Linked DNA regions of Mus musculus: all the other regions are linked to region 1. The links are chromatin contacts, called in public HiChIP or PLAC-seq and promoter capture Hi-C maps. All regions are on one chromosome and are shown on one strand. Each heading gives the region's core, a stretch centred on a gene start, on an enhancer-like site or on the middle of the called end of the contact. The rest is flanking DNA. Distances are from core to core; before and after follow the strand shown. Region 1 holds the start of Arpp19 (cAMP-regulated phosphoprotein 19). Region 2 overlaps Myo5a (myosin VA). Region 3 has its middle 31 kb from the start of Fam214a.

Evidence for each region. Promoter capture Hi-C pulls out the DNA fragments that hold promoters and counts their contacts. HiChIP or PLAC-seq counts read pairs in DNA pulled down with a chosen protein or histone mark.
Region 2: a contact with region 1 is called in an H3K4me3 HiChIP or PLAC-seq map of bone marrow-derived macrophages, with 3 times the contacts expected there. The contact joins the enhancer-like site here to the promoter of Arpp19 in region 1. A contact is called at or near these places in 3 of 39 promoter capture datasets (the C10 cell line, macrophages and neutrophils), 1 of 15 datasets of contacts at CTCF or cohesin (the NIH/3T3 cell line), 4 of 484 Hi-C or Micro-C datasets (B cells, bone marrow-derived macrophages, nephron progenitors and 1 more), 3 of 115 datasets of contacts at active chromatin or transcription factors (bone marrow-derived macrophages and embryonic stem cells) and 2 of 9 other capture datasets (adipose tissue and macrophages).
Region 3: a contact with region 1 is called in a promoter capture Hi-C map of liver, with 2.4 times the contacts expected there. The contact joins the enhancer-like site here to the promoter of Arpp19 in region 1. A contact is called at or near these places in 10 of 39 promoter capture datasets (the 3T3-L1 cell line, the C10 cell line, the HPC-7 cell line and 4 more), 1 of 15 datasets of contacts at CTCF or cohesin (large pre-B cells), 16 of 484 Hi-C or Micro-C datasets (B cells, bone marrow-derived macrophages, cerebellar granule neurons and 9 more), 8 of 115 datasets of contacts at active chromatin or transcription factors (the SCID.adh cell line, bone marrow-derived macrophages, embryonic limb bud and 3 more) and 4 of 9 other capture datasets (embryonic stem cells, liver, macrophages and 1 more).

The regions. Positions count from the first base shown.
Region 1 is chr9:75,036,218-75,039,176 of GRCm38.p6, reverse strand. Arpp19 (cAMP-regulated phosphoprotein 19) reads right to left here and starts at 1,445. Exons shown (of 3, transcript NM_021548.4): 1 at 1,216-1,445. The coding sequence starts at 1,260. Gm51714 (a long non-coding RNA gene) reads left to right here. Exons shown (of 2, transcript XR_003948357.1): 1 at 1-610; 2 at 710-1,933.
Region 2 is chr9:75,159,355-75,162,313 of GRCm38.p6, reverse strand. Myo5a (myosin VA) reads right to left here. Exons shown (of 41, transcript NM_010864.2): 15 at 1,735-1,896; 16 at 785-882. Among named protein-coding and RNA genes, the nearest start is that of Myo5c, 71 kb to the left of the region's middle. Within about 2 kb of position 1,518, at least 60 of the 459 cell types and tissues checked have an H3K27ac peak or open chromatin away from gene starts, as enhancers often do. A contact at or near this core is called in B cells, adipose tissue, bone marrow-derived macrophages and 1 more, where this site is marked.
Region 3 is chr9:74,920,177-74,923,135 of GRCm38.p6, reverse strand. No RefSeq gene overlaps it. Among named protein-coding and RNA genes, the nearest start is that of Fam214a, 31 kb to the left of the region's middle. Within about 2 kb of position 1,540, at least 23 of the 459 cell types and tissues checked have an H3K27ac peak or open chromatin away from gene starts, as enhancers often do. A contact at or near this core is called in hepatocytes, liver and trophoblast stem cells, where this site is marked.

The DNA of each region.
Region 1 (2,959 bases), core at 196-2,695:
GCAAAGTATAATATGACACAACATTATAACTGCCTACTGTTTTTATTATCCTTGTTTTCCTTCTTTTCGCCAGTTAACTTACAATTACTATCAGAAGAGAACTATGACAATGGAAGAAATAATAAAGGGTAAGTTGACATGATTAGAATATATGGAATGAGCAAAACCCACTAATCTACAGTGCAACATTAGTATAAGGATTACGTTTAAACATTAGACCAAATTCCATATACAGTAAAGCAGTTTGGTATTAATTATCAATCAATTAATAAATTTTGAGACAGGATTTCATTATGTACTTCCAGCTGGCCTGGGACTCACAAAATTCCTCTAGCTTCTGCCTGAGTACTGGGATTAAAGGCCCAATTTGGGATTTTTTGTTTGTTTTTAAAGAAAAATTGTTGGGAACTCATGACTTTTCTCCTTTGTTAGCTAACTGACTCCATGTACCCTGGAAGTCAAAGCATCATAATAATTACGACGGAATGGGCAGGCACTACATAAGCATACAGGCCTCAAACTCGTAGGTGTGCTGCTAGCACATTTCCCTTCAACAGAGACATACAAATGAGCTGACAAATATATCCCCATGATTCGAGAAATATCTAAGGTAGTGAAATTTCCTAAAGCTCCAATTCTCGATTTTTAGTCAAGTGCCACATGCAAAGCCCATCAGCTAGCTTTTTTTTTTTTTTTTTTTTTTGAGCAGAAGTTGTGCTGGGTTTTTCGTTTGGGCCTCACAGCCGTCGCGGGACGTAGGTACTATTACCGGGACTTTACCGATAAGAAGACTGAAGCCCAAAGGGTTCAGGAAAGAGATCACGAGGCCACACAACTCACAACCCTAATAACCGAGCCCTGCATCGCTGCCTGAATGGAGACACCACCTTAAAGAGTTCCCTGCAAGCTCACAAGTGGCCCGAGCGCTTCCGGAGGGACAACGTCCTGAGCAAATCAAAGCCCACTACAGAACCTGGGTCCCTAACATGGGCCGGAGTCCTAGCTGCCTGGTACACTTGGGTGCTACACCGAGGCTCGGGAGCGGATCGGTTCCTTTCCACTCGCCAGGGCCCTCCCCGGTTGCGGGAGGAGCCGTCGGCGGAGGGCTCCAGGCCGCCCTCGCTCCCGCGGGCCCGCCAGCCAAGGTTCCCGCCACACCAGGTCCCGCGGATCCCGCGGGTCTCGAGGGTTCCCCGGGTCCTCCGGCACACTCACCTTTTGCTCCTCCGCAGACGCTGCCTCGGGGACTTCCGCGGACATGGTGCTCCTTCTGCAGAAGAGACGCCGGGAGAAGACAGATTACCGGGAGGCAAGACCGCCCGCCACCTTCTGCCTGCCCCGCTGCCCGCCGGGCCGGCGGCTACCGCCGCCTTGTGACGACACGGGCCCCGGGCTCCCGCCCGCCGTAGCTCCCGCAGCCCAGGCCCGCCAGGCTCCCGCGCCGCGCCCTTACCTACCTATCCCCGCGCCTCCGGCCCTGCGACGCCCGAGCACTTCCTCTTTCCCTCAAAGGTTGCGGCTCGCGCCTCACCTCACTTCCGTCCATGGGCGCACAGTGCTTCCTGGGAATTGTAGTTGGTCTGTGGCGCTGTGTTCCCCCTCCCCTCCACTTCCCCCGCCTTTCCAGACAACCCTGACCTCCTATTTAGTCCTCTGCTTGCTTGGCAGTACCTCTGCTTCAGTTTAACCCCATCCATCTTTACTTCCTCTGTTCTCTAACCTTGCCTCAGCGCCACCTTTTCTTCTTAGATCAACCTCTTCAAGCTACCACTGCTCCGGAGAGTTCTACAACAAGCACAGCACCATTACACAGGAATTGTGATTACTTTAGTAATGTCACCATTCCTCTTCATGTTAGCCACAGCAGGGAAGAAGTCAATATTTTACTCCCAGACCTTGATATTTCCCATGCAATAAATCACTGATAAATCAATTCAGCTTCCATTCCTTGCTCTCCCACGGCAGTCAGCTCAAAACATTGATTTTCAAAGCAATGATTTTCTTAACTGTCAAGTCCGTAGCTTCATATTTATTCGTCATTCTACTAAGCATCTTATAGCTGCTGGCACATTTGGTTCCAAGGAAATGTCCCTTAGAAATCTGGGGCTAAGGCAGACTTATATAGTTAACTAGTAAGAATCAGAAGGCAATGCAAGCAGTTCTGGAAGACAGGAGAACAATCAAAACCTCAGAGTCATTGGATATGGAATGTGGAAGACATCAAAATCAAAGCTGAGCCCTCTGGCATAGGACTGTAATCCCAGCTGTCTGGGAGGCTGAAGCGGAAGTGTGGCAAGTTTATGTATGCTTAGGTTATAGAGTAAATCAAAGGCCACCCTGGGGGATTTAGTGAGGCCCTGGCACAGTGGTAGAGAGTTTGCTTAGCACGGGCAAGTCCCTGCATTCAATCTCTCTCTCTCTCTCTCTCTCTCTCTCTCTCTCTCTCTCTCTCTCTCTCTCTCACACACACACACACAGAGAGAGAGAGAGAGAGAGAGAGAGAGAGCTTGGAAGTTGGCTCAGTAGCAGATGGATGGGTTGCCTGGAATGACTGTCCCTGCGTTTGACTCCAAGCAGCAGATTAAACAAGTATAGTGGTGCAATGCTTGAAGTCCTAGGACTGGGGAGGTAGAGGCAGAAGGATCAAGAAGTTCAAAGTTATCCTCAGCTTGAGTTTGAGGCTAGCCTGGGCTATGTGAGGCCCCGTGTCAAAAGTAAACTAAAACAAGACAACAACAATAACAATTACAAAGGCCAAGCAAACCCAAAACCCCAGCATGTGCAGAATTTCAGACAGGAAGTCTTGACTGATACTTCAGTTTGAAAAACAAAACGATTAAGAGTTCTTGTTGGAGAAGGAAGGAAAGGGTTAACCAGCCAAGTAACAATTTAAGATAAAAGGGTTTAAGAGGCTAACTCTTGGACAAAGATATCCCTTGAGAATGGCTCAGTTTGTCCC
Region 2 (2,959 bases), core at 269-2,768, 120 kb before region 1:
TGTAACAACCTAAATAATTTATCCATAGTGAATGATTTAAATAGATTGTGGACTATATATACCATAAGATACTCTGCAGCCATTCAATAAATAATGTAGGTCTTTAAATACTAATCTAGGATCTGTCCACAGTCAATGATGTTAAGAGCAGAAATGAAGTAGCAATTATAGCTTGTGACATTACCTTGTTACTGTCTGTCTGTCTGTCTCTCTCTTTCACTTTCACACACACACACACACACACACACACACACACACACACACACACACACACACACAGAGTAAATGCTAATAGTCTGGTACCTATGCCAATTCACACTGCTTAAATCCTAGCATTAGCTCCTGAAGACCATCCCAACAGCATATATGGAGTACTCTTAAACTTAGAGAAATATTTATATTTTGAAATCATCTCCAGGGATCCATTTTCACCTCTGACTTAGTATCTGAAGTAGAATGAGATTTTGGTAAACATTCTCTGGCTTCAACAGATAAAAAGAATCAGGTAAGCCTTGGCCAGAGAAGCCTTTAGTCCAAGAAGCTCTGCTTTTAACTGATGTCCAAATTAACAAAAGGCCAGAAAGATCTCCAACAGAGATGGAGTCAAAACAGAAAACCAGAACCAAAGACATGCCATTGGCCTCAAATTTTCAAATCCTTAGAAAGCCAACTGCTAATTTGTTTTCTTGTTGTCAAAAAACTAGAAATTTTTGGAAATAGATTCCCTCTACAAGACATGAAGATCTTCCCCAAAAGTCTTTCTCCTTATTTCACTTTGACTTACGTGAATGGAAACTTGAAATCATTAGGCTTAATACAGCGTACATAGTGAGGAGTAGTGGCATTAAGGGTTTCCATAAGCAGGTGAAGGGAGTTTCGAAACTGCATGAAAAGGGTTAAAAAAATTAGTTTTGTTAGAGATCAAAGACAATTTAAAATTCTCCTTTAACATATTGAAGATGACATAAATTTAAAGTTATCTTCACAGGGGAGTGGTTCATAAACAAGAATTCTAGGGGTGTCATTTACATTTGCCTAAACCCACACGTTTATCCTGCTGAGTATGTATGTACTCCTTTCTCTGTTGCTTCTTGTTGCAAGTTCCATTATATGTGACTTACAATTTTGTTGCTAGGGCCATTTAATTATTAAGGTATGAACCCTTACTACACAATACTAAAAAAAGCTGTAGATTTCTTAGTATTATATAAACAATGAGCAGAGAACAGGCTGAAGGGACCACCATTATGGACATGGGTCAAGACAGGAGGCTGTGGATCCACATCAGGCCCTGTTCCTATCTGGCACAAGGCCTCAAGGAATAATGCACTTTGCTGACTAGTGTACGGCTCCCTTCCAAAGCCACACCCATGTTCAGGCACCAAGCTTGTGTGGAATGTTTCCCATTCCCCACAGGGAAAAATACATCTAAGGAAGGAGAGGGTATTTTCTTGTACTGAGGAAGCTGACAGATGCTCTGTATAAATATAGAAATGAAACAAGAACAAAACAAAGACGCGATATGTATTAGAGGAACTGAGACACGGTGAAATTTATTTTGGGACGGGTTGGTGTATGGTTGAGTCTGGGGTGGGTAAAGTCTAAGTGTTTGTACAGCAGAAACTCTGGCCTGTCTTCACGTGAAGATCCTGTCCTCTAGGCTGAAGAGGGAAGGCCTGAGGCTTTGTGGAAGCTGAGGAGAAGAAGTCTGGCAGTGGCAGCCCCTGAGCTCACCTGATGTCCCACTGTCTTCTTGTGCTCTTTGGCAGTCTGGCCAGGTCGGCCCTTGGTGGGCTTTACAGGAACTCGAGTGAGAGGAGTGCGCCCTGAGGAGGTGGCAGAGGTGGGACTGATGGCCTTCTCATCATCTTGAAATAGCTCTGGTAGCATCTTAAACTGAGTCACAAACAGTACAAGAAAGTTATACTCTAGACCCAGGAGTTGAGGCAACATAGCTATACTCCCTTCGTTGAGGAGATAGAGATAGGAGGATCATGAATTCCAAGCCAGACTTAGCAATAGAGTGACTTCAAGACTTCCAATGGAGACGCTCACCCCAAAACCAAACCAAAACAACAAAAAACGTTATACTCTAAACACCAACTGGAAGGTAAGCCTTTGTAGAAGACACATTATAGATGCTTCTAGTAAGCAATTATTCCTGTATGGTGAAAAAATATTTGGGGTGGAACAAACTTAAAACGAGTATATATACTGACTTGAAAATCTATCTAATCCAAAAGAATGTGAATAAAGCATATAACTGATTTTGAACCATAATTATTTTATGAGAAAATATTAATTGAAAGACTGAGTTTATCACCTCAGTTCTACAATTGGTTTTATGCAGCAGAAGCAAAGGACCAGTCCAGGTCTCCAGGTATCTGCAGTAGTAAGCAACTCAGAAACACCCGAGAGTCTCAGCAGGAAGGCGTTATGAATAAGCTTTCAATGTTAGAAGGTAAAAGTTAATGATGAATTAATAATTCTAAGAAAATAATTTAGATTGTATAGAATAGGAGAAAACTCTGTGATTATATTATATGTATTTATATTTGATTTTGAAATTTAGAACATTAGTGCAATTACCATAATCATGTTTTTTAAGATGTGGTCTTCTTATGTTACCATAGGAACATAGATCTGTAGATCAGGATGATCTCAAACTCAGAGATCTGCCTGCCTCTCTCTCACAAGCAGTGAGATTAAAGGCATTAATCTTCACTAAGTGAATGGATACTAGTCAATATAGTGGGATGAACATTCCTGAAACAAAAGAGACCTAAACTAGTCTACAGCAACGTTTTGCTATATGGATTCATCTTTCTAACACTGTTATATTCCATATAAAAATTAGTCATTTGTGCACACTTGTAATTATTTACTAATCTCAGATTAGTAAATAATTTCCTATGAGACCACTTTTACTGAAAAACAAAGTCATATGGCTTCATATTCT
Region 3 (2,959 bases), core at 291-2,790, 120 kb after region 1:
TGAAACTCCAGCTATCCGTCCTGAGAAACAGCCAAGAGCTTCCTACTGGGAGTCCCACGGGATTGGGTTGGAGAGAGGAAAGTGATATATATTTGAGTGGGATGTGCAGGGGGAGATGTGTGGGTGTGGGTATGGGTGTGGAGGCCAGAGGTCAACCTTGGGTATCATTCTTGAGGAACTGTTCGACTGGGCTTTTGAGACAGAGTCTCTCATGGACCCAGAGCTCACTAATCAGACCATCAGGCCATAGGGGTGGTTTTGTCTCCACTTCCTCCATGCTGGGGGTTACAAGCATACACTCCACAGCTGGCTTGGGTTGTTTCTGCTGCTGTTGCTGCTGCTGTTGTTGTTGTCGTCATCATTGTTTCTTAAAAGTGGACTCTAGGGATCAAATTCAAGTCCTCCTCATATTTATGCAGCAAGCATTTTAGTGACCAAGCCATCTTTCCACCACCACCCCCTTTTAAGTGGACGGAAGACAGGGAAAATGCTTATCCCTTGGGGCTGTAAGTCAGAGAGAAAAGCCTGGAGTTTATGGGGTACCTAAATGTGCCGGAGTTTTAGCACAAGTGTGAACATTAGATTAATTTCTAATGTCCCCCTTTTGGCTGTAGCTTCCTGCATGTCTCACCCGTCTCCTGTTTCCTTTCATTTGAACGAGTGAGATTCAGGCAGCCCTTCATCCCTTTACATGTAGCTCATGGGTAGATGGAGGAGAAAATTTAATTAATTAAAGCATTAATTAATTAAAATAATGAACAATGACATGTGACTTCAAGGTCTCCTAAGCCACCAAAGACACATTTGTATTTTAGAAGAACAGAATGCTTATGGGAACGATCTCACTGGTTTACGTGACAGGCAGAGTTCTGAAGCTGTTTGTCTGTTTGTCTGGGAATGGGAGATAGTTCTGTTCTCAGCCCCTGCACAGACAATAAAGCCTTCTGTGAATCAGGGCTGAGTAAGGGCCAGCCACAGGCTCGGCAGAGGTCAAGCATGAAGACATAGAGATGACCACTGATTGTGTGGAATGAGGTCACAGATAACTTAAAGGAACTAAGGGAAAGTGTCTATGATGAACGGTGCTGTGTAGCTTTGGATTAGCCAGGAGTTTGGGATGTTTATCTGCAAAGCCCTGGGCTGATATAAAACAGCCTGGAGAGAAGAAAGATCCCTACTTGCTGGAATAGTGAGATGTTGCTTGAGAGGGTCAGAAAACAAAACCTTTTAAAACATGGGACTTTTTTTTTTTAAAGACAAGTTCTTGTATGTTTCAGGCTAGCTTTGAACTTGCTATGTAGCTGAGGCTGGCCTTGAACTCCTGATCTTCTTGCTTCCACCTCTTGAGTGTTAGGATTAGAGGCATGCACCACCAAGATTACCTACATTCTGGAGGTCTAACTGTTGAGGTTACTTCACTTTTTCTAAGCAAACCTTTAGTCTTTAAACAAAGGGAAAGTTAACCTCTCTCTTACTGTCAACACCTGGGCACACGGCCTTTCTGCTGAGGTAAGCACTTGGCCAGCCCATCAAAGCACATGCTCCCTTCCTCCCCTCAGGCAGTCCCTCCCCTTGGCTAGACTGCCTCCCCACACTTGCCACAGAGCCCTCATTCCTCTCTCACCTCTGCTTTTTCCATTCTCCTCCACCTCCCTAGCAAGGCTCCTTTTGCCCCTCAGAATAGTTCACATCCTTCAAAGCTAGCTTAAGATTCCAGCACATTCCTCTCTGGAGACATTTCCTAAGTACCAGGACCACCCAACTCCTGATCTCTGAACTCTGATATTCTATTATCTTTTTATCTATCTATTTTCTATCTATCTATTAATCTATCAATCTATTATCTATCATCTATATGTCATAATAATTGATTTATTTGTGTAGTACTAAGGACTGAGCCTAGGCTCTGGAGCATTGGAGACAAGGGTTCTCTCAATGAGCTACACCCCGTCTTCCTTCCCCTCTTTGAGACAGGACTCCACTTGATTGCTCAGGCTGATCTAGAACCCACTGTGTACCTCAGTCTTTGAACTTGTTATCCTCCTACCTCATCCTCCCAAGTACCTGGGTTTACACCCTGTGCCACTAGGTCTGCCTGAGCAGGCAATATTATAATAACACTCCAAATAATGAACCAGGTCTTAATGTTGGAATATTACTAAGAACGGCAACAACATGCTATTATCTTTGAATGTTACAGCATTGTTCCAAAGATAAGGGATCAATATTATTACTGCTTAAAAACAAACAATAATAAAAATATATAACAATACATATGGAAAATATACATGGAAACTGAGGTCAAGAACAAATAAATCTGTTTCAGAAGACAGCCAGCCTCCCTTCCATTTAGGTCTCTAGCTTGTGGATGGCTATGCACGTGGCCTAACACATCACAGACTTACTAAAATCACTGAGAGGTTTGTTTTGTTTTCGCAACTTAACTAGGCAGTTCTTTGTAGATGACAACATCGTTTCGCAATGGCAGAAGTTTGGACACACCTGGCAGTTTCTGATTTAATGTGGTTTTGCAGAAGCCAGGTGTGGTGGTACGTGTCTGCAATCCTAGCTACTCAGGAGACTGGGTCGGGAGGATCAGGAGTTCTAGACAAGACTGTGTTACTCAGCGAATCTGACAAATAGCAAGCACACATGTGCATGCGTGTGCGCGCGCACACACACACGCGCGCACACACACACACACACACTTCCTACAGTGCTTTCAAGTTCTTTTCCATTGCTAATTTGGCTCTCTAGTAAGATCATAGGTTTCTTCGGGGCAGGAAAACTCTGCTTGGGTTTTTATTTTGTTTGTGTTCTCTTGGCTTCTAGAATTGCAGCCAATGTGTAATTAAGGGTTTTAAAATGCTGCCTTGACAGGCAACAGCTTTAGGGACAGCCCTCACTCTGTTGTTGGAAGGCCCTTGTGGAGGCTGAGCTCCACATCCGCTGCATACAT